7 separate regions of the Mus musculus genome follow, and regions 1, 2, 3, 4, 6 and 7 are each linked to region 5. A link is a contact called in public ChIA-PET, HiChIP or PLAC-seq, Micro-C and promoter capture Hi-C data. All regions are on one chromosome and are shown on one strand. Each heading gives the region's core, a stretch centred on a gene start, on an enhancer-like site or on the middle of the called end of the contact. The rest is flanking DNA. Distances are from core to core; before and after follow the strand shown.

The links. Promoter capture Hi-C pulls out the DNA fragments that hold promoters and counts their contacts. A called contact is a pair of places that touch in the nucleus more often than the background predicts. ChIA-PET counts read pairs in DNA pulled down with a chosen protein or histone mark. HiChIP or PLAC-seq counts read pairs in DNA pulled down with a chosen protein or histone mark.
Region 1: a promoter capture Hi-C map of liver shows a contact between it and region 5, with 4 times the contacts expected there. The contact joins the promoter of Abcb1b here to the promoter of Dbf4 in region 5. A contact is called at or near these places in 12 of 39 promoter capture datasets (the 3T3-L1 cell line, 3T3-L1-derived adipocytes, the C10 cell line and 6 more), 3 of 484 Hi-C or Micro-C datasets (LSK cells, embryonic stem cells and reprogramming fibroblasts), 14 of 115 datasets of contacts at active chromatin or transcription factors (the 230-238 cell line, the SCID.adh cell line, bone marrow-derived macrophages and 9 more) and 4 of 9 other capture datasets (adipose tissue, liver, macrophages and 1 more).
Region 2: a contact with region 5 is called in an RNA polymerase II ChIA-PET map of memory CD8 T cells, with 7 read pairs. The contact joins the enhancer-like site here to the promoter of Dbf4 in region 5. A contact is called at or near these places in 3 of 39 promoter capture datasets (the HPC-7 cell line, hematopoietic stem and progenitor cells and liver), 2 of 484 Hi-C or Micro-C datasets (nephron progenitors and pre-B cells), 1 of 115 datasets of contacts at active chromatin or transcription factors (memory CD8 T cells) and 1 of 9 other capture datasets (adipose tissue).
Region 3: a contact with region 5 is called in a promoter capture Hi-C map of hematopoietic stem and progenitor cells. The contact joins the promoter of Abcb4 here to the promoter of Dbf4 in region 5. A contact is called at or near these places in 9 of 39 promoter capture datasets (the 3T3-L1 cell line, the C10 cell line, cranial neural crest and 5 more), 2 of 484 Hi-C or Micro-C datasets (embryonic stem cells and erythroblasts), 9 of 115 datasets of contacts at active chromatin or transcription factors (astrocytes, embryonic stem cells, epiblast stem cells and 4 more) and 3 of 9 other capture datasets (adipose tissue, liver and pancreatic islet).
Region 4: an H3K4me3 HiChIP or PLAC-seq map of pro-B cells shows a contact between it and region 5, with 4 times the contacts expected there. The contact joins the enhancer-like site here to the promoter of Dbf4 in region 5. A contact is called at or near these places in 7 of 39 promoter capture datasets (the C10 cell line, the HPC-7 cell line, cranial neural crest and 4 more), 5 of 115 datasets of contacts at active chromatin or transcription factors (embryonic stem cells, epiblast stem cells, fetal liver and 2 more) and 3 of 9 other capture datasets (adipose tissue, liver and pancreatic islet).
Region 6: a contact with region 5 is called in an HNF4G HiChIP or PLAC-seq map of pancreatic cancer cells. The contact joins the enhancer-like site here to the promoter of Dbf4 in region 5. A contact is called at or near these places in 4 of 115 datasets of contacts at active chromatin or transcription factors (bone marrow-derived macrophages, embryonic stem cells, large pre-B cells and 1 more) and 1 of 9 other capture datasets (adipose tissue).
Region 7: a contact with region 5 is called in a Micro-C map of embryonic stem cells, with 2.1 times the contacts expected there. The contact joins the enhancer-like site here to the promoter of Dbf4 in region 5. A contact is called at or near these places in 12 of 39 promoter capture datasets (the 3T3-L1 cell line, the C10 cell line, the HPC-7 cell line and 6 more), 1 of 15 datasets of contacts at CTCF or cohesin (large pre-B cells), 5 of 484 Hi-C or Micro-C datasets (Th1 cells, embryonic stem cells, natural killer cells and 1 more), 18 of 115 datasets of contacts at active chromatin or transcription factors (the 230-238 cell line, the SCID.adh cell line, T-cell acute lymphoblastic leukemia and 12 more) and 2 of 9 other capture datasets (adipose tissue and liver).

Annotation. Positions count from the first base shown.
Region 1 is chr5:8,796,553-8,799,443 of GRCm38.p6, forward strand. It overlaps Abcb1b (ATP-binding cassette, sub-family B (MDR/TAP), member 1B), which reads left to right and starts at 1,595. Exons shown (of 28, transcript NM_011075.2): 1 at 1,595-1,737; 2 at 2,184-2,254. The coding sequence starts at 2,190. Gm5106 (predicted gene 5106) reads right to left here and starts at 1,971. Exons shown (of 3, transcript NR_152133.1): 1 at 1,392-1,971.
Region 2 is chr5:8,073,749-8,076,983 of GRCm38.p6, forward strand. Adam22 (a disintegrin and metallopeptidase domain 22) reads right to left here. Exons shown (of 31, transcript NM_001310440.1): 31 at 1-3,235. Among named protein-coding and RNA genes, the nearest start is that of Sri, 19 kb to the left of the region's middle. Within about 2 kb of position 1,678, at least 24 of the 459 cell types and tissues checked have an H3K27ac peak or open chromatin away from gene starts, as enhancers often do. A contact at or near this core is called in memory CD8 T cells, where this site is marked.
Region 3 is chr5:8,891,968-8,895,098 of GRCm38.p6, forward strand. Abcb4 (ATP-binding cassette, sub-family B (MDR/TAP), member 4) reads left to right here and starts at 1,754. Exons shown (of 28, transcript NM_008830.2): 1 at 1,754-1,940; 2 at 2,121-2,197. The coding sequence starts at 2,127.
Region 4 is chr5:8,916,377-8,919,441 of GRCm38.p6, forward strand. It overlaps Abcb4 (ATP-binding cassette, sub-family B (MDR/TAP), member 4), which reads left to right. Exons shown (of 28, transcript NM_008830.2): 10 at 2,283-2,396. Among named protein-coding and RNA genes, the nearest start is that of Abcb4, 24 kb to the left of the region's middle. Within about 2 kb of position 1,310, at least 47 of the 459 cell types and tissues checked have an H3K27ac peak or open chromatin away from gene starts, as enhancers often do. A contact at or near this core is called in the HPC-7 cell line and pro-B cells, where this site is marked.
Region 5 is chr5:8,421,285-8,424,653 of GRCm38.p6, forward strand. It overlaps Dbf4 (DBF4 zinc finger), which reads right to left and starts at 1,432. Exons shown (of 12, transcript NM_013726.3): 1 at 1,183-1,432; 2 at 1-109. The coding sequence starts at 1,228. Slc25a40 (solute carrier family 25, member 40) reads left to right here and starts at 1,554. Exons shown (of 12, transcript NM_178766.5): 1 at 1,554-1,755.
Region 6 is chr5:8,735,909-8,739,152 of GRCm38.p6, forward strand. Abcb1a (ATP-binding cassette, sub-family B (MDR/TAP), member 1A) reads left to right here. Exons shown (of 30, transcript NM_011076.3): 26 at 1,707-1,863; 27 at 2,787-2,984. Among named protein-coding and RNA genes, the nearest start is that of Gm31157, 42 kb to the left of the region's middle. Within about 2 kb of position 1,348, at least 24 of the 459 cell types and tissues checked have an H3K27ac peak or open chromatin away from gene starts, as enhancers often do. A contact at or near this core is called in adipose tissue and pancreatic cancer cells, where this site is marked.
Region 7 is chr5:8,847,825-8,851,066 of GRCm38.p6, forward strand. It overlaps Abcb1b (ATP-binding cassette, sub-family B (MDR/TAP), member 1B), which reads left to right. Exons shown (of 28, transcript NM_011075.2): 23 at 1,688-1,828. Among named protein-coding and RNA genes, the nearest start is that of Abcb4, 44 kb to the right of the region's middle. Within about 2 kb of position 1,562, at least 5 of the 459 cell types and tissues checked have an H3K27ac peak or open chromatin away from gene starts, as enhancers often do. A contact at or near this core is called in embryonic stem cells, where this site is marked.

The sequences.
Region 1 (2,891 bases), core at 345-2,844, 380 kb after region 5:
ACACAAAAAAATCTTAAACAATGTTTTAAGTAGGTTTACAATTTTTTTGTTGGGCTGCATTCAAAGCTGTCCTTAGTCATAAGGGGCATGGGTCAGGCATCTTGGAAAGGCAGCAAGTGAAGAGGCATATGTGTCACTCAGGGGATACAGAATACATGGTTCGGGCTTTCAGGACGGCTGTGCATTCTCTCCCTGTTGGTACATCACCGGAACACTGGAAGCTGGGATGGCAGGTGGCTGTACTGTTGACATTGCTGAATTAGGTGAGGGAGCTGCACTCTCTGTCATTCCTAAATCTAAACACTATCTCATAAACCTACCTTATAGCTTTGTTTTCGAGCCTTGCTCCTGTCATTACTGTTGGTAACACAAGTGACAACTCCTTAAAGTGCTATATTTAACAGTTCTGCTGAAGGAGCTCGCTCCCCACAGATTTTAAGGGTGAACTGCAAGTCCCACGCATGTTGAGATGAGAAGGGGTGCCGGGGTTAAAAGGAAGCTGAAGAGCGGAAGAACCTGCAGGCCTGGGAGCTAGTAACAGGGCTCGTAGTCAGACATGAGGTAACCACACTAACAGCCAGGGAAAAGATGGTCTGGGCCCTAGGATGACAAACTGCTCTGTCCTCACCCTGAAGCCCCCGAGGAGCAGGTAAGGCACAGATCTCCTTTCGTGGTGTGTCCTTACCTTAATAAAGCCAATTTTAAAGACCAAGTAAAATCTCCATCTTGTTCAAGAAGGAGACCCCAGCTCACCCCATAGACAATGAGTTAAATAAAAACAAAGGTGGCTACTTCTTGCTATCTGTGGAAACAGACATCTTGGTAGAAGAAACAGGAGTCTCCACCCAGGTGGTCAGTGCTTCAATGTCATTGAGACAAGGAACTCTGTCTATCTCAGGTTGACATTTCTCAGCCACTGAGTTGCCAGCAAGTTAGGTCACAGTCAGTTACAAGTAGACAGAAAAAGACCTGCTACACGCAAATATCTGCATCAGTCAGAATTCCAGAACATCTAAGAACTTGATATGCCCTGGGAAAAAACACAGATATTGATTCCAGAGTTAGAAGTTGAAAATACTATGTACTTTGAAATATCATTTCTACCTTGAAATTGTATAGGACTATCATCCAAGCCAAGACCATATATATATATATATATATATATATATATATATATATATATATATATATTTCACAGAAAAATTTCTACCAGCCTAGAAAGCAATGCTGTCAGAAAAAAAAAAAAAACTTTACAGAATAAGCAAGGTCCCTGGTTGCTTTATTAATTATATTAGATTAGCTATGTCAGGGAAAGTGTCTTTTTAAGTATGACTCATCAGAGAACCAACTGTGTACTATCCAGGTATATACACTTCTGTATGGACACTTACCTGAACACGTAAAGACAAGTCTATGTAAATGTCTGAGGGAACCAGCGCCCTTCTCAAAAAAATCAGGGTAAGCCTGGAAGTATCTCCTGTTTCGCAACCGCTCCAGCTGCCCATGCCCAATCCCACCCACCAGGCTGATTGGCTGCCGGGCCTTAGGGCGGCCGCTGGCATCTATTTTAATCCGGGGCCCGAGGAAGCCCTCTGGCTCCTTCCCGCAGTGGCTCTTGAAGCCGTAAGAGGCTGAGGCCGCTGCTTCCATCTTCTGAGGTTCCGCTCAACTCAGAGCTACTTCCAAATTCTACATCTTGGCTGACTTTGCGAAGGAAACCCGGAGGTGGCACGTGAGGTAGGCAGTTCTCGGAAGAGTGCGGTGCTCCGGATGCCTGAGTCCGGTCCGGGTGGTAGCGTCCTCTTGAGTCTGTGGGGACCAAGTGGCGACAGCCACAAGTCGCTCCAAGAGCACCCGCAGCAGCAGCCTTCAGGACGGTGTTTTCCGCGCCAGCCCTGTGCTGTGGATCTCGCTGCCCAGCTCGCAGCCGCGGGCTGGTGGAGGAGCGCGCCAGGGCGGAAGGGACCCAGCAGGGCGGGGTGGCGGGACCCAGAGCCGAGCACCCGGTCCACGCGGGTGACACAGCTTCCCGGGATTCCCCGGGGTGAGTTACCCCCAGGCCCGGCCCCAGGAGCATCAGGGCGGGGCTCCTCCTCCTCTCTTGGCTCCGTGGGGCAGTGAGCTCTGCCTAGGTTCTGGTCCCCGCGGCCACGTGTTTGGCTAATGAACTGGTTTCTCCTCAGGTGGTGATGGAGTTTGAAGAGAACCTTAAGGGAAGAGCAGACAAGAACTTCTCGAAGATGGGCAAAAAGAGGTAGCCAAATTATTTCACGTTCGTGCTTGTACATTCTGGCCAATTTGTAGCCTCCGGCACTGTTTTAAATGATTAGTGGGCGTGGGCGTTATTTCAGCCCTTGGAAGGAACTCCTCTGCTTGGAGCAGTCCTTCAGATGTGTGTGACAGATGGATGCTTCTGTGAATTCAGCCTCTACTCACATCTTTTTAGTTTTATGACCTCGGCTTTTTTGAGCGCTGTTGATCGCTCATGCCTTGAGCCTTATGCTGCTTGGGTGCTCACTGTGGCCCATTATCTTCTGATAAACACGTATACAAACACAGAATGTGGCATAACAGGTGAAACAGAACAATACAGTTATATGGTTTAAGGTTGCTTACCTATACTTAAATTAGAAAAATTGAAACTGTAATTGCTAAGAGAAAATAGTTACTCTCAATATATTTTTATCATAGTGGACTGCGTGTCGCCAGTAATTAAAAACTTACCTCAGTGGGTTCATTATATATAGAAAATTGTAAACTAAGATAATAGGAATTAGTAGCTATATTAATAGTATTCGGAAACAAGATTTCAGTATAAAGAGGGAAAGTACAAAGTGAAAGTAAACTTTACATTTAATAATGTGAAATTAGAATAAGAAACATCAGTATGA
Region 2 (3,235 bases), core at 428-2,927, 350 kb before region 5:
CTAGGCTGGGACTAAGTGACCCAGGATCTCTCAAATCTCTGTGCCGCTTGCTTATTCACTTCCTGAGATTTATACCCTGAGACCCATGTCTTAGCGACTTTCCATGGTGCACAATCAAACCAGCATGTCAGAAGGAAATGAAAACTAACATTACCACTCTGTATTCCTAATTCTCATTTGAACCAAAGAAGGCCCCGAATAGGGGATGCCACTGATCAAGAGGAAAAGTGCCGCACAGATACTGAACACGGAACTTTGCAAGTAGGAAGGTTCTAAATGCAGCCATCAAATCCAACAGAAATGATACTGTCCCATAAGGCCATGAATTTGAAGGGCAGAGGTACAACCAACAATCGTCTTGTAAGTTTTCATTTTCTGCTGCCTGACTTTAGGTGCTCCATGTTGAGAACTGGCAAAACCATGAATAAAACTGGGATGGAAATACTACCTTCTGCTCTCCAAGTCCGGGGCAACTTTGTTCTGTCCCTGCAGGTGTGGTAGGAAACGTCTTTGAGCTGAAAGTGTCTGCCCTGCAGAGCATATGCTATAAGCAGGTGCCAACAGCGAACGGCCAAGCCACTTTTACAGCATGCTGCTCTCACACAGCCAGATGGGCTGTGGCCTCAGCTGGTTCTCACAAATGCCAGCTCAATTCTTTACAATACGATAAAGGAGGATCTGGAACCCAGTCCCCAGCTCTCCAGTGGCCAGAGAAAGGACCCTGTCTCTGAAGCCAGAGTAGTCTTAACTCTCCCACCAGAGGAAACTAAGTATTCAAGGCCCCAACTAAGCCCTCTTCCACAGAAATGTCAGCTGGTCATATAAAGCTCGTGGAATAAGAATGAAAAATTCAATTTGACTGCCTTTTGGGGGAGGAGAGGGAAGCAGATGATAGCTATAGAAGAAAACAAACAAAAGAGACAATTAGGAACATAAAAAGTAGAAAATGTGCTGCCAACAGGAGTCCAGGTGTCTCAGTGCTCAAGCCAACTTGCTGCTGCTGAGATCTTTAGAGAATGCCCCAAACACGGCAGCCAGTAGCAGCAGCCAGCTGCACCACCCCTGGCTGTGCAGCTAGGTGTCTTGCTTCTCCTTACTCCCATCAGTTCCAAACTCTGTCCCCTTCTCTTTATATGGTGCAAGCTACCAAACAGCCTTTCTTTCCTTTACATTTAAGTAAGACTAAAAAGTAATCTTGCCTTCAGAGCAGGGCTTCTCTAAAGCACTGTACAGATCAAAGGTTAAGATGGAACTATGGCAATAGAAAACTCACACAGTGAAGTGAACAAACTTGACTCTGAAAGAAAAAACGCAGGCAGAGGTATCCCACTTTTCCTGGATTAAAGGTACCCCCCTCCCCCCCAAAAAAGGGGGACAAAGCATGAAAAGGGCAACAGGTAAAGTAGCTGCAGAAAGCCTAGGGCAACAGGCAGGATGAAGTCAGCAGAGATTCAAGGTACCCAGAAGAGAAGCATGTGGATCTGTCCTTGAAAGCATAGCAGCCCCACTCCCCCATGCACACCCCTGGAGGGCAGGGAGTATTTAATCTTATCTTCACAGTGGCTTCTTTTAGACTACCACCAATCTCTCATGCATAAAGACTACATTGGACCCGCCTGTGCAAACATTACTTTAAAAGCCTTGTGAAGCCAGGAGAAGAAACCACACCACATCCTGAAATAGAGCACTCCTCTCACCTGCTACAACAACATCCTAAGCCCTGTTTTCCTGTCCCCAGTGACTCTCCTTGAGTAACCAAAGTGGTTACTCATCAGTTAGCATCTAAGGGAGGGACTGAGGTGTCTGGCTTTTGCTCTTCAGAGCCAGCCACTGCAGAGCACTAAGAATCTTCATGTGGCACCATCTAAGCAGCACTGGTTTCTCTCTGCAGACTTTGTGCGACTGGAGTCATTTTCTATCTTGCTGACTCTGGAGGAGGACTTCCCATCTAAGGAAAGTAGCTGGGAAGAGTGAGTCCGGCCAGTTCATTCTTTAGGATCCTCTGTTACTGCAGGCCTCCCCTGCTAATGTAGTGGAAAGACTTGAATGTCTGTTTTCATTGGAACAGAAATGATCTGCATAATGGGACATCTCAGGCATCTGGGTATCTGAAGCCCTATCGATGCCAAGATTATGAGAACGAGAAATAGCATCCAATGAACAAACACATCGCTGCCCTCCTCTTTGTAGCAATGATCCCACAGCACACTGGGAAGTATGAATACTAGTTGCATGATTCAAACCACATGGAGCTGCAAAGTTCCTCTTCAAAATAGACATTTAAGAATGAAATAATCACTGTGCTTGGGTTTGATTCCACGAGTCTCTTCTGTGTACCTCAGTGAATGAAGTCATACAGAGTTCAGTGGAATGATACATACTTCTTGAAGTTATCCATCAAGACTAAAGTCTGTTAATTCCAAAAACAATTCTAAGAATGCTTAAACATGAGAGATAGAGACCCAGACTAGAACATTAAAGCTATTATATTTCTAAAATCACTTTGCAAGTTAAGCAAAACCTTTTCCTCTCATTTCATCTGAAGATGATTACAAGCCAGAGCAACTGATTCTCCCAAAAGGCACGCGATAATGATTTTAATTCTCAATAATAACCCCAGGTAAAAATAATTGAGAAGGTAAGGAAAGATCAGTAGGTAGACAGATAATGAGTTTACTAGCTAACCTTTTGTGAATTCTTTCACGTTAGGGCTTAGGTAACTAACTATAACTACAAAGCATATTTACAGGAGGCACCTCTCAGTCAAACTATAAACTCTCTCTTCCGTAGTCAAAATAAACCTTATATTACATTAGCCTTTATATACTCAATACCAAGAAACATTCAGTGCACATCTAAAGTGTTCTTGTTCAAAAGTCACTTCGTTTGCTACATCTCTTTCATCTGTCACCTGTCTGCCATACCTTAAGCTATGTGGAGATATTGTTCAACACTCATCTATGCCTTTGTCTGAGACTGCTTTATTGAGTCATCAGCAAACTATATCCTTGCCTGTCAGGAAAAATGTTTTTCACTGTATAATTTTGCCTGATTAAATTTGTTTTCTAACACCTTCAGAGCGTTTTAGAAGAGTGGACCATTGCAAAAGACATGAGCTGAGCATACCTTTGCCTTCTAGTCTGCCTCTTCAATTTGGGTATCTAAGACAACTACACAGAGATGCAACAAACTGTGTCCCTGGATGCCTCTCAAAGAAGTCAAACTTAGAGTCCAT
Region 3 (3,131 bases), core at 504-3,003, 470 kb after region 5:
AATCTGAACACCTGGTAAACTGGTGAAGGAAAGGCCTTCTGTTCCATCAAGACAACTTCTTGTGGTTGGGGTAGACTGGAAATTGAGCCCAAATATGTAACTACATTCATGTCTATCTCATAGTTGCAATCAGCTCCCCCTATGTGAAGAGCCAGATGGAGATGCCCAGGACACTCAGCTGGATGTATCTGCACGCTCTTCCCTACTCTCCCGCCCATCTCTTCTAAGCTTTTAACCATGACAGTAGTTGTCATTTAGTAAGTGTGGAGGACACTTTATACTCATTGTTTCCAACCTTACTAGATCCCCTATTTTAATGGATGTTGAGACTGAATTGAGATTTAAATAACCCATCCAAAGCCAGAGCACCGGTAAACGGCAGAGCAGAGCTGCCTTCAGGGTCTGTGTGACAACTCTTCTACTCTTCATACTTTAAGGTTGTCTGGAAAGCAGTTAGACAGCTATTGTGCAAATGCCACACAGAACAAGGCTCAGCCGCAAATTCAGCCACTGGACTAGGAGAAAAGCAAGCCACATATTATACAGGTGCTATGTTTTAAAAGCAACACTAAGTACTTTCACAGTAACCTAATAAGGAAGACAGACTCTTAAGAAACTGAAGCCCAGAGAAATAAGCAGTGCCCACAGCCACACACTGACCTGTGAAGCTCTTAAGTATGAAACTTGCTTGCTTGAAGCTCAGAAGGTGTCGCTTTATTATCTGATTTAGCGCCTTCGTTTTGGGAAGAGTGGAGAAATCGATGAGAACTCACAAGGAAGCCATATTCACATAGGCCCTAAGAGTAAGACGATTTGGCATGGAGGGATTAGAGTAGGAAATCAGAACAGCCACAGTCAATAGGCTTTGCATCGGTGCCAGTCTGAAAGATGCAGCGTTGGGAATGGAGATGTTACTTAGCTTCTCTGAACACCGATGTCTTCACTTTTGTGAAAACCAAACCAAAAGTACGTGCTTTTTTCTCTCATTTTATTTATTTTCTGCACGTGGTTTGATGTATAGGAGTGCACATGTTCCATGATGCATGTATGAAAATCAGAGAACAATTTGAGAGACCATTGTCTCCTTCCACTATGTCTGTAGCAGAGATCAAATTCAAATTGTGAAGCTTGGAAGCTAGCTGCCTTGTCTGGTCTCAGTGGGAGAGGATTCACCTATTCCTGCAGAGACTTGACAAGACAGGGTAAGGGGGATTGGGGAAGAGACTGTGTGAGGCGGGTACCGAGAGAGGGGGCAGAGATCAGGATGTAAAATGAATAATATTTTTTAAGTGTGTGCTTTTAATAGGGGAATCCTTTTCAGCCCCCAAGTTCTGTGTCTCTATGTGCCCTCCCCCGTGTGGGACACCAGCGATATTCCTCATCTCCAAGGAGTTTAAGCTGACGATTCTGGGCTGGACCTGCTTAATCTTCAGCATCTGGGGTGTTAGTTGCAATTTGGTGCCATATAGACTCGAGCCGAGGATGCATAAGTGGCGACCTCGCTACTTAACTTCCTATTGGGATCTCAGAGCGCCTGGTTGTTGAACTGGTGGAAATTACTTCCCCAGTGTGTTCTAAAAGAAAACTCAGCATGGGGGAGGTGTGGCAGTCACTTTTAGGGGCCCGTAGCCTGCCAGAGGAGGCATCGAGCAGGCTTATCGGCTGCAGCTGGTGCTGCGTTGCGGGCTGCTGGCAGCTCGCCCGGGTGGGCGGCCGCGGAGACGCGCGCCCCTGGCGGCGAGGGCGACACGCTGGTGGCGCTGGGGCCTGCAGAGCCTGCGGGGCTTGCGGGAGCTCTCCTGCGGGCCCGGGCCCTCGCCCCCGCCGCAGCGGGAGGCGTCGCCGGCGCCGGGTGCGTGTGGGAGGCGGGGACGAGCCGCGGCGAGCAAAGTCCAGGTCTGCGCGCCACCCGCTGCGGCCAACACGCGCGTGAAGTTCAGGTGAGGGAGGACGCGGCGGGAGAAAGGGACCGAGGGAAGGCAGTTGCGGTGGGACCTGCCGGGGAGCGGCTGCCACCAGTGCCCCCGGCTCTGCGCCGGCTCTGCGCGGAGCCTGGAGGTCCCCCTCTCCAGGCAGCTGAGCCGGGTGCACTTGGACCTGAGGCTGTGGTTTCTCCCCAGGCTGAGATGGATCTTGAGGCAGCGAGAAACGGAACAGCACGGCGCCTGGACGGCGACTTTGAACTAGGCAGCATCAGGTATACAGGACCGCAGAGTCACTGGCTTTTCCGTTATAGCGGAGTCCTGAAAAGAAGTTGTGAGAACCGGTTGATGCCTCCGGCCTTTGGGATGAAGTCTTTAAGTGTTCTTGAGGACTGTCTCCCAGGCTCCTTTTGGAACAGGTTCAGAGAGAAGAGGCTGTCTTCAAAAGCGCCCCCCTCCCCTGGACACGGGTGATTTGATGAATATTGGCGTTGTGTAACATTCACTGTATTTTTATAAAGTAAACGTTTCACTCTTTTTAGCCATCATCTGGCTACTCGAGTTGGTAGAACTTCAGACACCTGCTATTGATGGCTGTACTTCTGAACAAGGGTAGCGAAGCAAGGCCCCCCTCTTCCTGTGTTTCTCTTCTTTGCCTCGTCTTCCCCTTCTCCCATCTGTAGACTGTTTGCCCTATTTCTCCTCTCTAGGGGGTGACATGGAGAACAACCTCATTCTTCACTAACTTCTGCTTCGAAATCAGTTTTTTTCCCCCAGTTGCAAGAGGGTGAACCTCGACGCTTCCCCTGCCAGTGGGTCTGTCTTTCTCCCTGACTCTCGTTCTCCCCCAGCCACAGTGAAGCACACATACGGCTTTCTGTCAGGCAGAAGGGCCTAGGCAAGTGTGTGCGTGTTTCCTCTTTCGCTGTGGGGACAGTGAATCATTTTTACCCTCAGCTTCAAATAGTTTATGAGGCTATTACAGTCTCTGAGTTCATGCTAGGCCACCCGGAACAAACTGACATGTGTCATGAAGTTGTCTTCTAGAGGGAGAAAATTTATCAGCTTCTGTAGTTGGTTCTCAAGCTGCAAGGGGCCTGATTAGCCAACTGACAAATATGCCTATCTGAATCTTAAACTGAAGCATTGCTTCTGTTAATTGCTTTGGACCGTGGCATCGCCCTACTCATTCTTAGAATCGTGACATTT
Region 4 (3,065 bases), core at 60-2,559, 490 kb after region 5:
CACATGATATGTACTCACTGATAAGTGGATAATAGCCCAGTGTGCATTCTTGACCCTGAGCCAGCTCTCTATCCCCTGCCTGCTCCTTTCCCCCCTTTCTCCTTTTGGAAGAAAAAGTTGTGATTGTAGGTTTGATCTTTGCCGTCCTGTGGGTAGAGTTGGCGTTCTAGAATATGCAAGTCAAGTCCTCATGGTGAGTGAGGACAAGATAATAGCTTGTGGTTTGACCACTGGAGAAATACATATTCACACAAAGGGAAATGAAATGGAAAACATGATTAGAATAAGAAGATATTGGAGTTATCCTTGTTCTCTTGTTGAGTTTAACTGTGGAAGAGAGTTTCATTTATTACTATAGATAGGTCATTGTGTAAAAGAGCATTCAATTCACACATCATGCAGCTTTTTAAAATAGAAAAGAAAAGTCATGTTAGATCATCTGGCTATATGAAGATGTAGATACGCTCATAGCATGATTGTGAAGGTAATGCATTTGAATTATACTAATGACTAAAATAAAAACTTTTAAAAGTTAAATTACTTACGTTCTAAGAATCCATGCATACTTGGTAGTGGTTTTTTTGATATGTATTTCCCAGATATGTATGTTTTTCTCTTCCGAAACTTAAGTCATAATACGTAGGTCTTTGGTAATCTTTTCTATAAACCAGTGACATTTTGTGACCATCTTCCACGTTGGGGTTGATCATGTTTCAAAAGTTGCACTTGACTCTTTCAAAATGAAAATTCTAAATATAATTTGGTCCTTAGACTTTCTCCATATGAGAATTTGAATCTCACAGTGTGCTTACAGGGGCCTGAAGTTGGTGAAGGTTGGGGGTATCAGTAACAGCAGAGTCTCCCGACTTCCTGTTCTTCTCTGGCGCATTGTGGCAGCTCACCACATGTTTTCACTTCCGCATTTCCTCCCGACGTTTTATAAATAAGGGAGGTGGCATTAACCTTTGCCATTACCCTTGCATGGTGAATTTGTCCACATTTGTAGCCCTGGTACATAATGTCTGTGTCACAGGTAAAGGGAAACTGGCAAGCCTTCTACACAAAGAGCTATGACTTCATTGCAATAATGCCTTAATATCTACTTCCATTAAGAATTTTTTCTCATTGGTCCTGAGATAAGAGATAGATAGTGGAAGGGATTTGGGTTTTGTAAACACGTATGTCACTGTTATTTCAAAGAACATAGATATATGTAAAAGTTCTTGGAGAGAAAGGAGTAATTTCTCTTCTCCTATATCTTTCTTAAGTTATATATGCTATAAATCTGTTTTCCTGAAACTGTGTTGGATTTATACATCAGTTTATGTTCCAATGAGACAGATGTGAAATGTGTCGTTTTGTGTGCTGCAAAATATAATGATCATAATTTTATGTTCTATAAATGGATGAACTGACTGGTGACTGGGAATGGTAATATATACCTTTAATCCCAGCGCACAGGAGGCTTGGGCTGGAGAATAGAGGCTATAATGAGTTCCAGACCATCATGGACTGCAGGAAGACACCCTGTTTTTAAAATATAAAGGAAGTGTTAGACTTCCGTTGATCTGACCATATATCTATCAATCTATAATAGCTTTTTAAAGGAAAACCACATGGGGCCAAAATCTGTATGTTTCCTATTGAATATTTTGTGCAATTCCTTGCAGAGTTAGATAAAATGATAAAGAATGGAATGAAACTTTAACAGGAGGAATGCTTTTTCTGGTGGCATTAGCTTCAGAGCTAATGAAGTAGGAGTCAAATGTCTTTATGACTAATACTTTGTGATCAGGGAAAAAAGCAACAAATGGTTTGGCAGACTAAACAAAGCTTATTTTTGATGCATACAAAGGGAAATAAAATATAAATAAACACATTTAGTAATGAAATGTTGTGTTAGTTTTTAAAATTTTGTTCTTTCGGGAGGCTGAGGCAGGCTGATTTCTGAGTTCGAGGCCAGCTGGGCTACAAAGTGAGTTACAGGACAGCCAGGGCTATAGAGAGAAACCCTGTCTCGAAAAACCAAAAAAAAAAAAAAAAAAAAATGTGTTCTTTACTGAAGCAATTTTATTTTTAGCAAGTTGATGGGTGTCTTATCACACTAATTATATACATGTATCTAATTATCACAATGTGTTTCATAAAGATGTACAAATATTGTTTCTCAGTAAGAAAAAAGTTACTAAGTGTCCAATAAATCCTAAATTCGGTCCTTCATGTATATTTCAAGCAAGCTCTAACGCAGATGATGCTATTCTGTTCCTAACTCTTTCACTCAGGTCTTCTTCTCAATCCTCATCGGGGCTTTCAGTGTGGGGCAGGCTGCCCCCTGTATTGATGCTTTCGCTAATGCAAGAGGAGCAGCCTATGTGATCTTTGACATTATTGATAATGTAAGTCTTTCATTGTCTGAAAGCTGAGAGAGTCATGGTGGTATTGATAATCAAGTATTGAATCACGTGTATTAAGTTATTTAGTAAGGTACACTCTAACAACAGGAAACTCTACAAGTTTATTTGGCAATATCAAATCACTGACTCCACTGGAGTCTGTTTATATCCATCACGATGTTTATGTCCATCACGAGAGTGTAGGTTAAGATGCTTCCTTTCCGTGTTTACTTCCTTTGCATGTTTGACCAGATTATAATTTCTATACAGTAGAGTGGGCAGGGGGATAAATTGTGTATAGGACCAAATTAACAGTGAACTTTGCTATGAGGTTTGCTCTTCTCCCTAACCTTAAATCAACTACATTGAATAAACTAAACTGACTACATTGAAAATGAAAAGATTTACATACTAAAGCATGCCATTGCATTTACATAGTAAAATTCAAAGTTGGAAATTGAAATTATAGAAGTAGATCTAATTTATAATTCTAAATGTATTGGATGTTTACATGGTTCCTACGTAATACTGTGCTCGTCATTCAATCCATGTTCTATTTTATTGTTTAGGAAGAAATAAGTTTCACTAAAGGCAGAAATAACTGCACTTATCCAATATGTTTTTGTTGTTTTTCTAAACATGTATAACTGACCATTTATAAAATTTATGAAT
Region 5 (3,369 bases), core at 182-2,681:
TAAAATATTTTTCCCCAAAGGGGCTTATATTTGGATTTTTCCAGTCTATTATCAGCCTTCAGGGATTTCAAGGATGGTCGATTCTTTTCATTTCTGTCTTGGATGCCACCTGTGATTACAAAAGAATCAGGCAACATTTTATGCAGACAAATTTTTAATTTATTTTACAAAAAATGTTCAACAGCTTTATTGCAGAAAGGAAACATTACTAGTCATAACAAATTAAGTCATTAGAATCTAAATGTTTTCCCTAATATTACCACTTAGGATGAAGGCAAACTGTCCTGTATGGTTTCCACAAAACTCTATACTGGAGAACAAGAGCTGAATCAGCAGAAAATAGTTATTATTTACTCCTGTTCCGTGTATGAAGCAGGAATTCTATAGAGCTGTTCTGGAAAACTTACCTTCTCATGGTGTAAACGTCATGTGGGTAATTAACAGGTCGGTGAAAACCCAACACAGGTGTTTCAAATATTTAAAGCTTATTTACCTAGGTAGCCACACACACTCATCTAGAATAAACAACCTAATTCTTAGGGGTTACTAAATGCTGGCATTTTGGTTTCATAGTTTGTCTAGTACTTAAAAGAACTAGACGAGGGAGTTCATGCACTTTGTTTACATATTAAGAACCTAAGCCCACTAAGGACTATGCCATCCATCTTTTATTTTAAAAGCAGATGAGAATCAAACATCTTCTTTAAACTTTCGAAGACAACCTGCACTTTAGTACTTAGTTACTAGACACACATGCACCTCTTAGGAATTTTCCCTATAATGAAAATTTTTTATATTAAACATTGAGATTGAAATCTGCTTTTGTCTATGAGGTTGAAACACACACACATACACCTCTCCGTCTCCCTCACGAGTGACGGGAACAGTCACAAATGGGCGTGGGCGCCTCCTCCGTGGGGCCGTCGGGGACCCGCGCATTGTCTGAAGCCTGCAGCCCCGGGAATGCCGGGTCGCTCGCGGCCGAGGCGGGGAGAGCATGAGGGGCCCGGCCAGCGTCGGTCCCTCACGGAGACCAACACCGAACGCCTCGCGGGCGCCGAGAACCCACAGAAACGCAAAAGCGGCAAGAGGCCCTCCGCAGGAAGACTCTCTAGAACCCTCCGTGGAACCAGCCAGGCAGGAAACGATTAAAGGGACCGCGGCGGGGGAGGGGCTCCATACCCGGGAGAGGTGCTTTGCTGTGGATCCTCATGGTCTCGAGGTTCATGGCAGCCACCAGGCACCTACATGCTGGGTCCGCACCGGGGGCCGCATGGAACGGCCGCGAACACAAAGCTCCCAGGGCCTCCCCGGCCCCGGCTCCGGCCTCGGCCTCGGCGCCGGGCCGCGCTTGAGGGCCGGTTCCGGCGCGGAGGCTCGGAGCAGGAAGAGGCTGTAGCTCAGACCCGGGAGCCGCGGCGGTTAAAGATTTGAAAACGCGTCACGCGACCGCGGCGCCCAGACGCGCTCCCCGCCCTTCCTACGCCGGGGCCGGCCTCGCGCAGGCTCCACCTGCCCCGCCTCGCGCCCCGCGGGCCCCGCCCCCGGATGCTGACCACGCCCCCGGCGCGCCAGCCCGCGGGGCCTCAGACCCGGCTCTCCCGCGTCCTCCTCGAGTTCCGGCTCCGCTCTGCATACTTGGAGTGTGGGGCAGCCAGGGCGGTGGACGCGGTTAGCCTCGGAGGCTTCACCTCGTGGTCGACATCACCTGCTAGGCTGGCTGAGACCCGGGCCTTGCAGTCGCCTCGCCACCAGGTACTCCAGTTAACCCTGTGTGGGACGCGGGGCCGGCCCTGGGCTCCCGCCGACCTTGCAGACGGGCCGCAAAGGTCCCGGGTGGCCGCGGTGGCGGCGGGGCCGGGGTCCACCCGCCGGATCCGACTCTCGCAGCCCTTTGGGTACTTTGTTCTGTACAGACCTGTTCTTTCTCTCTGTGTGTATAATTGTCCTTTTTGTAGCAATAAAAGAGTGGAAAATGAAGTCTCAGGGTTTTTCATCTGTAAAACGGGAATACGGGATTATGGTCAAGACGAAATTCAGGCGTACGTGATTTGTTTTAATTTTGCTTTGTAAATGAGAAAATGCCTCACAAAACTTGTTTGGAGTATACTTCTGCTCTCACCCATACAGACGTTATGCTTTGTACTGTTCTGCATTTCTTAACTCCTGGCTATAATAGACACTCCTTATAGTATTGATTTTTGATGGAGTACCCTCAAGACAGTCAGTACAAATAAGTATATTCAGGCACAGACAGGTGAATTGTGAGACTATTCGCCAAAGACAACATCAAGTTGGATTAGCATTGCTAAAAGAAATGATTTTGTTTTAAACAGGTTATGGACGGAGGCTGGAGCGACAGTCATCGAACTGTCTATCTGTATTAAACTGCTTTAGACAGTCGGAGCTAATTTGTAATCTCAAGAAATGTCCGGAGGAGGGAGCCAGAAAGGGAAATATGTTGAGACATTGTACTGATGAATTTGAATTAATATACATGTGCTTAACAGACCTTGAGAAGGAGGAGCAAACATTTTTTAAAAATGAGGAGAGGATTCAATTTTCAAAGCGTAAACTACGGAAAGGAAACAGAATTTCCATGTTTGTAAACTGGTTCAAATGTTTGAGAAGCACTAATACAGAGTAGAATTAAAGCCACGAGGGAAGGGGGAATGCCTTGGAGTAGAGCTTGTGAGATGAAGTGGAGAGTCAGGGGATGAGGCAGTGCGAGTGAGGAGAGGGAGAGCAAGCTGAGTTGGAAGAGACTGGGAACAAATCTTAATAATGGTGGGGAGGAATGGAATTTTTTTACAGAATTGGTGGTCCCAGCTTCCCAGCTAATCTAGGAATTGGATAATTCCGAGGCTCCGATTTAGTCTGTGAAGAGAGTACTGGTTCTTAGCTGTTAGGGGGACTAAGGGGAATGCGCTTGGAAGCAGTAAGCCTGGAACTGAAAAATTCTAATTACTGTCATGTTGATGACTTGACTCAGCTTCGTCCCCAACCGAGTTCAAACCGGTTAAAACCTGAACTATAGGCATCTGTGGTGGCTTGGGAGGTGCCACCCACTTCCTTAAGAGTAGTTAGAATGATAATAGAGGTAATTACAATTTGAGTGGTAATCTAGCTAAGTAATAGATAACCTGTGGACCTGACCTCTATGGTGGAGCACACTGAAGAAAGAAATGATGGAGAGGAAGAGGTGGCCGAAGGGAAAGGGGGTTGTTTTCTTTTTCTTAATTTCTTTCTTCCTCTCTCTTCTCTCTCTCTCTCTCTTTGATGTTTTCAGAATTTGGAAAAGATGTAATCATGTTTCTTTGGAAAATAAAACTGGAAGTTGTTTTATGCTCTTGTGAAAGGTGATTTATA
Region 6 (3,244 bases), core at 98-2,597, 310 kb after region 5:
CTGACAGGGCAGCTAAGAGATGGGTGATGTGCAAACTCCTACCAAACCTGAAATATTAAAAGTAGAGAAGCACATATACACACAGGCACACAGACACACACACACACACACACACACAGAGAGAGACAGAGACAGAGACAGAGAGAGAGAGCGCACAAAGTGGGAAGGTTACTCAGAAACTAAAATCCCTCTTTCTCCTAGAGGGCTGTGTGATTTTGGTAGTGGCAGCGATGGTTTGGTTTGGTTTTGTTCAGTGTTGTGTGTACCCTTGCATGAGTTGTTCTTCCATCACTTCCAATTACTCAGCTTGGATAAACAAAGAATTCCAGAAGCCCACAGCTTTACATGAACATGGCAGGGCCAGCCTTGAGCATCACTGACCAGCTTGCTCTGGTCAGCTGGAAGGGAGTTTGCTGTCAGGAGAGAGACTGCCAGACTTTTGTCTTTGGAAGGAAGAAGTCAGAAGTTTGCCACTGCTATTTATCAGTGGTCCATTTGCTCGTTTGTTTGCCTGTCAGGGATATGACTGAGTCCTAGTCCCTCAGAAGATGGAGGGATTTTTAAATGACAGTGGGTGCTCTGGATTAGGCTTTCCCCTCTATGTTTCTGCGAACATTGAAACTTACACTTTGGTCATGGGAAGAGGAACCTGAAAGAAATCCCACTATGATGTCACCAAGTATGCAGATTGTTGGTCAAGATTATACAAGAACTTTCTGAGCTTCCAAGTGGTGACGAGCCTGGCTAGACGTTCCTCTAATAGTTTAGTATTGTCAATGCTGTGACATTTTGCATTGCAACTCAAACTGGATAAGCCTGGCTGTAGGCTAATATACCATTTCTCCTCTATTTAAGCATTAATTTACTCTTTTGTTGAAGTTAATTCAAGATCATGTAATATATGTATTTCACAGGGGGATTGTGTGATTATACCCAAAGACACCCCTGGAACTGTGGGATATTGATTTTAACATCATTTTGCTTATTTTTTACCCCAATATTTCTAACGTTACTGACACTCAACTAATCTCATGCCATAGTTTAAGAATGCAGTAGGTTCTTGAAAGTGGCATCATAGCTGTGTATTAAACAACAGCAACAGTCAAGTTCTCTTTGTGTGGCTTACATGATTGCTAAGAATTGATCTCAGCAACACCGACTATGCATTACTGATCGCTATAGTTATGCTATGTAATAATCAACCACTAAACTTCAGTGACATGGAACTATAACCATTTATTCTGCTTGAAGTCTCTGGGTCACTTCTCCTTATCAGGGTTGGGCATAGTAGATCTCTGCTGTGGTCTCTGTTGTTTGCAGTGAGCTATAGGCTCACTGGCCAGGATGAAAAATATGAACAAAACATATGCTGAGTCACAGGCTTGGAACGGGGAACAGTCATTTCCAGTACATCCTGTCCATGAAGTCACCTCACAGGGCCACTGAGTGGTCAAAAGGTGGAAAACAAATTTGTACTTCTTAGATGGATGTTTAAGCAAAGGTCATGTTGTAAAATGTTGAAGATTACAGAAGAGGCGAACAGGGGCCATTTCGAATCATCTGCCATGCCTATGTAAAAATGTGAGGGAAGGGGGTTTGTTTTATCTTTCCACTTTATAATTGCAGTCACTCCATTCTTATAGAAGTGCCACATTGTTAACGTTGTAGCTATCACACACTGTGCATACCTGTCTTCTGTTTTCCAGAGTATTCTCAGCTATTGTCTTTGGTGCCATGGCAGTGGGGCAGGTCAGTTCATTCGCTCCTGACTATGCGAAAGCCACAGTGTCAGCATCCCACATCATCAGGATCATTGAGAAAACCCCCGAGATTGACAGCTACAGCACGCAAGGCCTAAAGCCGGTGAGTTTGATGTCCTCAGTGGATATCTATCCCTGACTTCTCAGTGAAAAGACATGAAGAGGAAATTTAATAAAAGTTGTGCTTTAATGCTCTCTCTCTCTCTCTACACACACACACACACACACACACACACACACACACACACACACACATGTACTCTTGATTTGATCTAGATGAGGTGGTTTGAATAAATGTTAATACTGTATATTACTTTCATAAAACAGTTACAGGGAGATATGACTATTGACTATTGTAGTCTAGGAGAGTACAATGATGTTGTATTAAGAATTCATGCTACACAACCATTATCTCTTTCGAATGAAGTCCAGAGATGTGAAATGAAGCTTAATATAACGGGAGCTCACTTTTCACACCTGGTGCTAAAGGTTACCCCAATCCACCGTTTTCTTTCTTTTTTTTTTTAATTATTTTTTATTAGGTATTTTCCTCATTTACGTTTCCAATGCTCTCCCAAAAGTCCCCCATACCCTCCCCTCCCACTCCCCTACCCACCCACTCCCACTTTTTGGCCCTGGCATTCCCATGTACTGAGGCATATAAAGTTTGCAAGTCCAATGGGCCTCTCTTTCCAGTGATGGCCGACTAGGCCATCTTTTGATACATATGCAGCTAGAGTCAAGAGCTCCGGTGGGTACTGGTTAGTTCATAATGTTGTTCCACCTATAGGGTTGCAGATCCCTTTAGCTCCTTGGGTACTTTCTCTAGCTCCTCCATTGGGGGCCCTGTGATCCATCCAATAGCTGACTGTGAGCATCCACTTCTGTGTTTGTTAGGCCCCGGCGTAGTCTCACTAGAGACAGCTATATCAGGGTCCTATCAGCAAAATCTTGCTAGTGTATGCAATGGTGTTACCATTTTCAGTATTGTTGCAATCAAGCTAAGTGTTACTATTCTCATTGTAGAATATGTTGGAAGGAAATGTGCAATTTAGTGGAGTCGTGTTCAACTATCCCACCCGACCCAGCATCCCAGTGCTTCAGGGGCTGAGCCTTGAGGTGAAGAAGGGCCAGACGCTGGCCCTGGTGGGCAGCAGTGGCTGCGGGAAGAGCACAGTGGTCCAGCTGCTCGAGCGCTTCTACGACCCCATGGCTGGATCAGTGGTGAGCACATTTCAGGTTTTGGATCATCTGAGTGGGTAGATATGTTTAATCCTTGAACACGGGCCATGCTTTTTTGAATCCTAAGTAAAAGCCTCTGTTAAATAACCTGACAACCCATGTTTTGTGCCCAGTTTATGCCAACTGTACGGGCCAATTTACCCAGCTTCTCTCGCAACATGCTGCCCTCTGTTCTCTGTTGCAACCAGCCTTTGACCACCTATCTCTCAACATGTTGAGACTTCAGCTGATGGTATAAGAGC
Region 7 (3,242 bases), core at 312-2,811, 430 kb after region 5:
TGCAGATCAAGCAGCTTCCAAGTCTATTGAAAAAACAGAGAACTACCAGCTACCTGGTCCCTAGGCTCCTCTGTAGTTGGTAGGGCGTCTTTCTTTAGCTATCAGGCCTTGGCAGACTTTTCCATGAAGCAGGAACTTTGGAAGGCTGTCCCATCTTTGTCTAGGCAAAATGAGGCAGTCAGTTTTCCAATGTCCTGCCTGTCCATAGGCAATCAGGAGTCTACTGTCCAGTGGCCAGCTTTGACACATTTGAAGCAAGTGTCAGGAGCGTCTTCTGTGTCCATCTTTGGAGGAGGAGGAAAGGAGATTAAGGGTGCTGTCAGGAGCTGACATGCCTACATGAAAAGCTTTTTATTAAACATTTTAAAATGCCATATTCTGCAAGTCTCTAAAGTCAGAGGACCATCTGTCTATCTAAATAGACAAACTTTGTGTGTTTCTAGTTATCCGTCCTAGGCTCAACCTTGAAGACATATACAGGAGGCAAAAAGGCTTATTCCTGTTATCAATTGCATTCGTTCTTAGCATCACTTCAAATATATTTCTGAACACTTTAAAGTGTATGATCATTTATAAGGTGGCTGACTACCAACTTGCATTTCTTAATTATCATTAATAGTTTGCAATAATTTACTAACTTTTATAAGTCTAGGACTTTATGTTTTATCTCTTAGGTTTAGATTTAAAATAACAATTTTAAATTGGAGCCTTCTCAACATCAAAACAAAACTTTTTAATCCATAAACATAAAAATATCTATAGCTTAATGTTAGCAAAAAAGAGGATAAACAGATTTTCAGTCAGTGATTTATAGCCTATTTAATGTTGTAAACCTCCAAAACCTTTCTAAAAAGAAGTTTAAAGTCTCTCAATTGTGTTTTTGTAATATAGAAATAAAGTGCCTTTTTAAATGTGAAGAGAGAGCCATAATTTTCAGAAGGCAAAAACCCACATTCTGACACAAGGGAAGAACTGGACCTTAATGAAGTGTCTCCAAGCTCCTTTGTCACAATCATGGCAGGCCCCCCTTTCTGGGAAAAGTTTCTAAGTGGCAAAGACATGAACAAAGGTGATGTGTTTAAACAGGAGTAGGAAGGTCAAAAGTCTGTCCCTGTCCCCACCCTGTCTCTGCCTACACCTCCACACCCAAGACCCTTGTGGTTCAGAAATTCCTGGAATGCTAATCCTTTGTAGAGCCTTCCCTGGCTCCAGACAGGCAAGTGCTTCTTTCTTCCCACAGCACAGTCCTCAGGAACTCCCTCCACTGCACTGATCACATGCAGCTCCCCTAGGTCCTCACATCAAGGACATGCCCGCTGCCCTGTCACCCACAGCTTGAGTGTGCTGGGTAGATGTGTTGGGAGGTGTCCTACTCTACAGATCACCAGTGTTGTGTGTCCCACAGTGTGGAAAAGGGAATGTAAAACAGGCTCTTCTCAGGGTTCCAGGCCAGTTCTCTTCCATCAACCCACTGAGATGTAATCCTACATTAAAGATGAAGACAGCACTGAGTCTCAGAGACGAGGCAGTTTCCCAAATTCACACAGCTAATCCAAAGGGGATCCAGCTGAGTTCCTTAGAACTGGAGTGCACGGTATCTGTCACGCCTGCGTGCCTCACTGACAAGCCACAGCAAGCTGCTTGAATGACTGAGCGATGGACTGAATCTGCACTGTCTTCTTTCCAGAAATGCGATGAAGAAAGCACACGTGTTTGGGATCACGTTCTCCTTCACCCAGGCCATGATGTATTTTTCTTATGCTGCTTGTTTCCGGTTCGGTGCCTACTTGGTGGCACAACAACTCATGACTTTTGAAAATGTTATGTTGTAAGTATTGATTTTCTAAATAGATAAATATTTGATATATTGATTTATTCCAAGTCTTTGAAGCAATGAAATTTGCTGACACACCATTCATAGATTTAAAAATCTTAGATGTAAAAATCTATTTAATTAGGAACCGCCAAAGGAAACTTATGAAAAGTGGCCACTTTCTAAAAAAAAAAAAAAAAAAAAAAAAAAAGTCCCACACATTTAAATGTTACATAAGGAGAGAAAACCATCATGTGGTTTTTTTAGTTGTAATTTTAAAAATTGCAGTATATTCCTTTAGCATATGTGTGTGTGTGTGTGTGTGTGTGTGTGTGTGTAGGCCCAAGAAAAGGAAGTGGTGGGTTCCTAGTGTTCTGGAATATTCTTCAGCATTATGCTGGTTTGAGTGGTTACTCTGACACAATGTGATGTATGTGGAGAAAAGCAAGGGCCTTTGAATGGTGTTCTGGGGCATGATGGGAAAGGAAGACAAAGATTTCCCCTGTTTTAGAAATAGTTTAGCAATAGAGTTAATGAAACATGGCACCCACTAAAGCAGAGCTACAAGCCAATTTAGGAGAAGGTCCAGGCATAAACATGACAACTATACTTGGTATCTCTAAGGTCCTTTCCAATCTATGCTGTGAAGGCCACGTCACAAATGCAAATGTATCTTAATAGCTGCATGGCATGCTAAGTAGGGAGACGCTCGTCACATACTTCATAGGCTTTGTGAGAATATGTTCCCACAACCAGCCATGAGGCCTCAGTGACACAGAATTAAAAACATTTATTTTGTGCATAAGTCAGTTGTACTGATCTGAGTTAGTGTTACAGGACAGGGTAGGTGGCTAGTGTGTGAGGGGTGTCCTCTGCGCATGCTTTATCTTGTAGTAGAAGGAGGGAGGGAAGGAGGTGAGGGGGACGGGAGAGAGAGAGAACATAGAAATGAAAATGAAGAAACCTACTAAGCATACAAGACTCTTAGACACCTAGCTGACGACAGCAACTCTGCTGCACCTTGCCAATAGAAATAAGTCACAAAGCAAACCTACATTCGAAGGGTTGGAAACACACTTCATCTTTTAAACAGAAGTGTTTGCAAAAGTCAGAGAGAGATGAAAGAACTGGCTATTTTGTATCCAGCCACACTGCTATGCATTTCAGGAACAGTATTTCATTTAAAATCGAACAAACTCTTGAACACATAAAGAGAACAGAACACTTACAGCATTTTGACAAAGAATGTGAGCAGTTTGTCACATCTATGTTGCAAGGGACAAAAATGAGAAACCTCAGGCATGGCATCTGGGAGTCTGGAGTGGAGTGTTGTCTGGTCTGTGAGGGGAGCATGTAAGGGAATCCTTCCATTGCTTTGTCTGAAACCCACAGCCATTGGTCCAGTGATTCTAATCCACCCCTGGGAAAG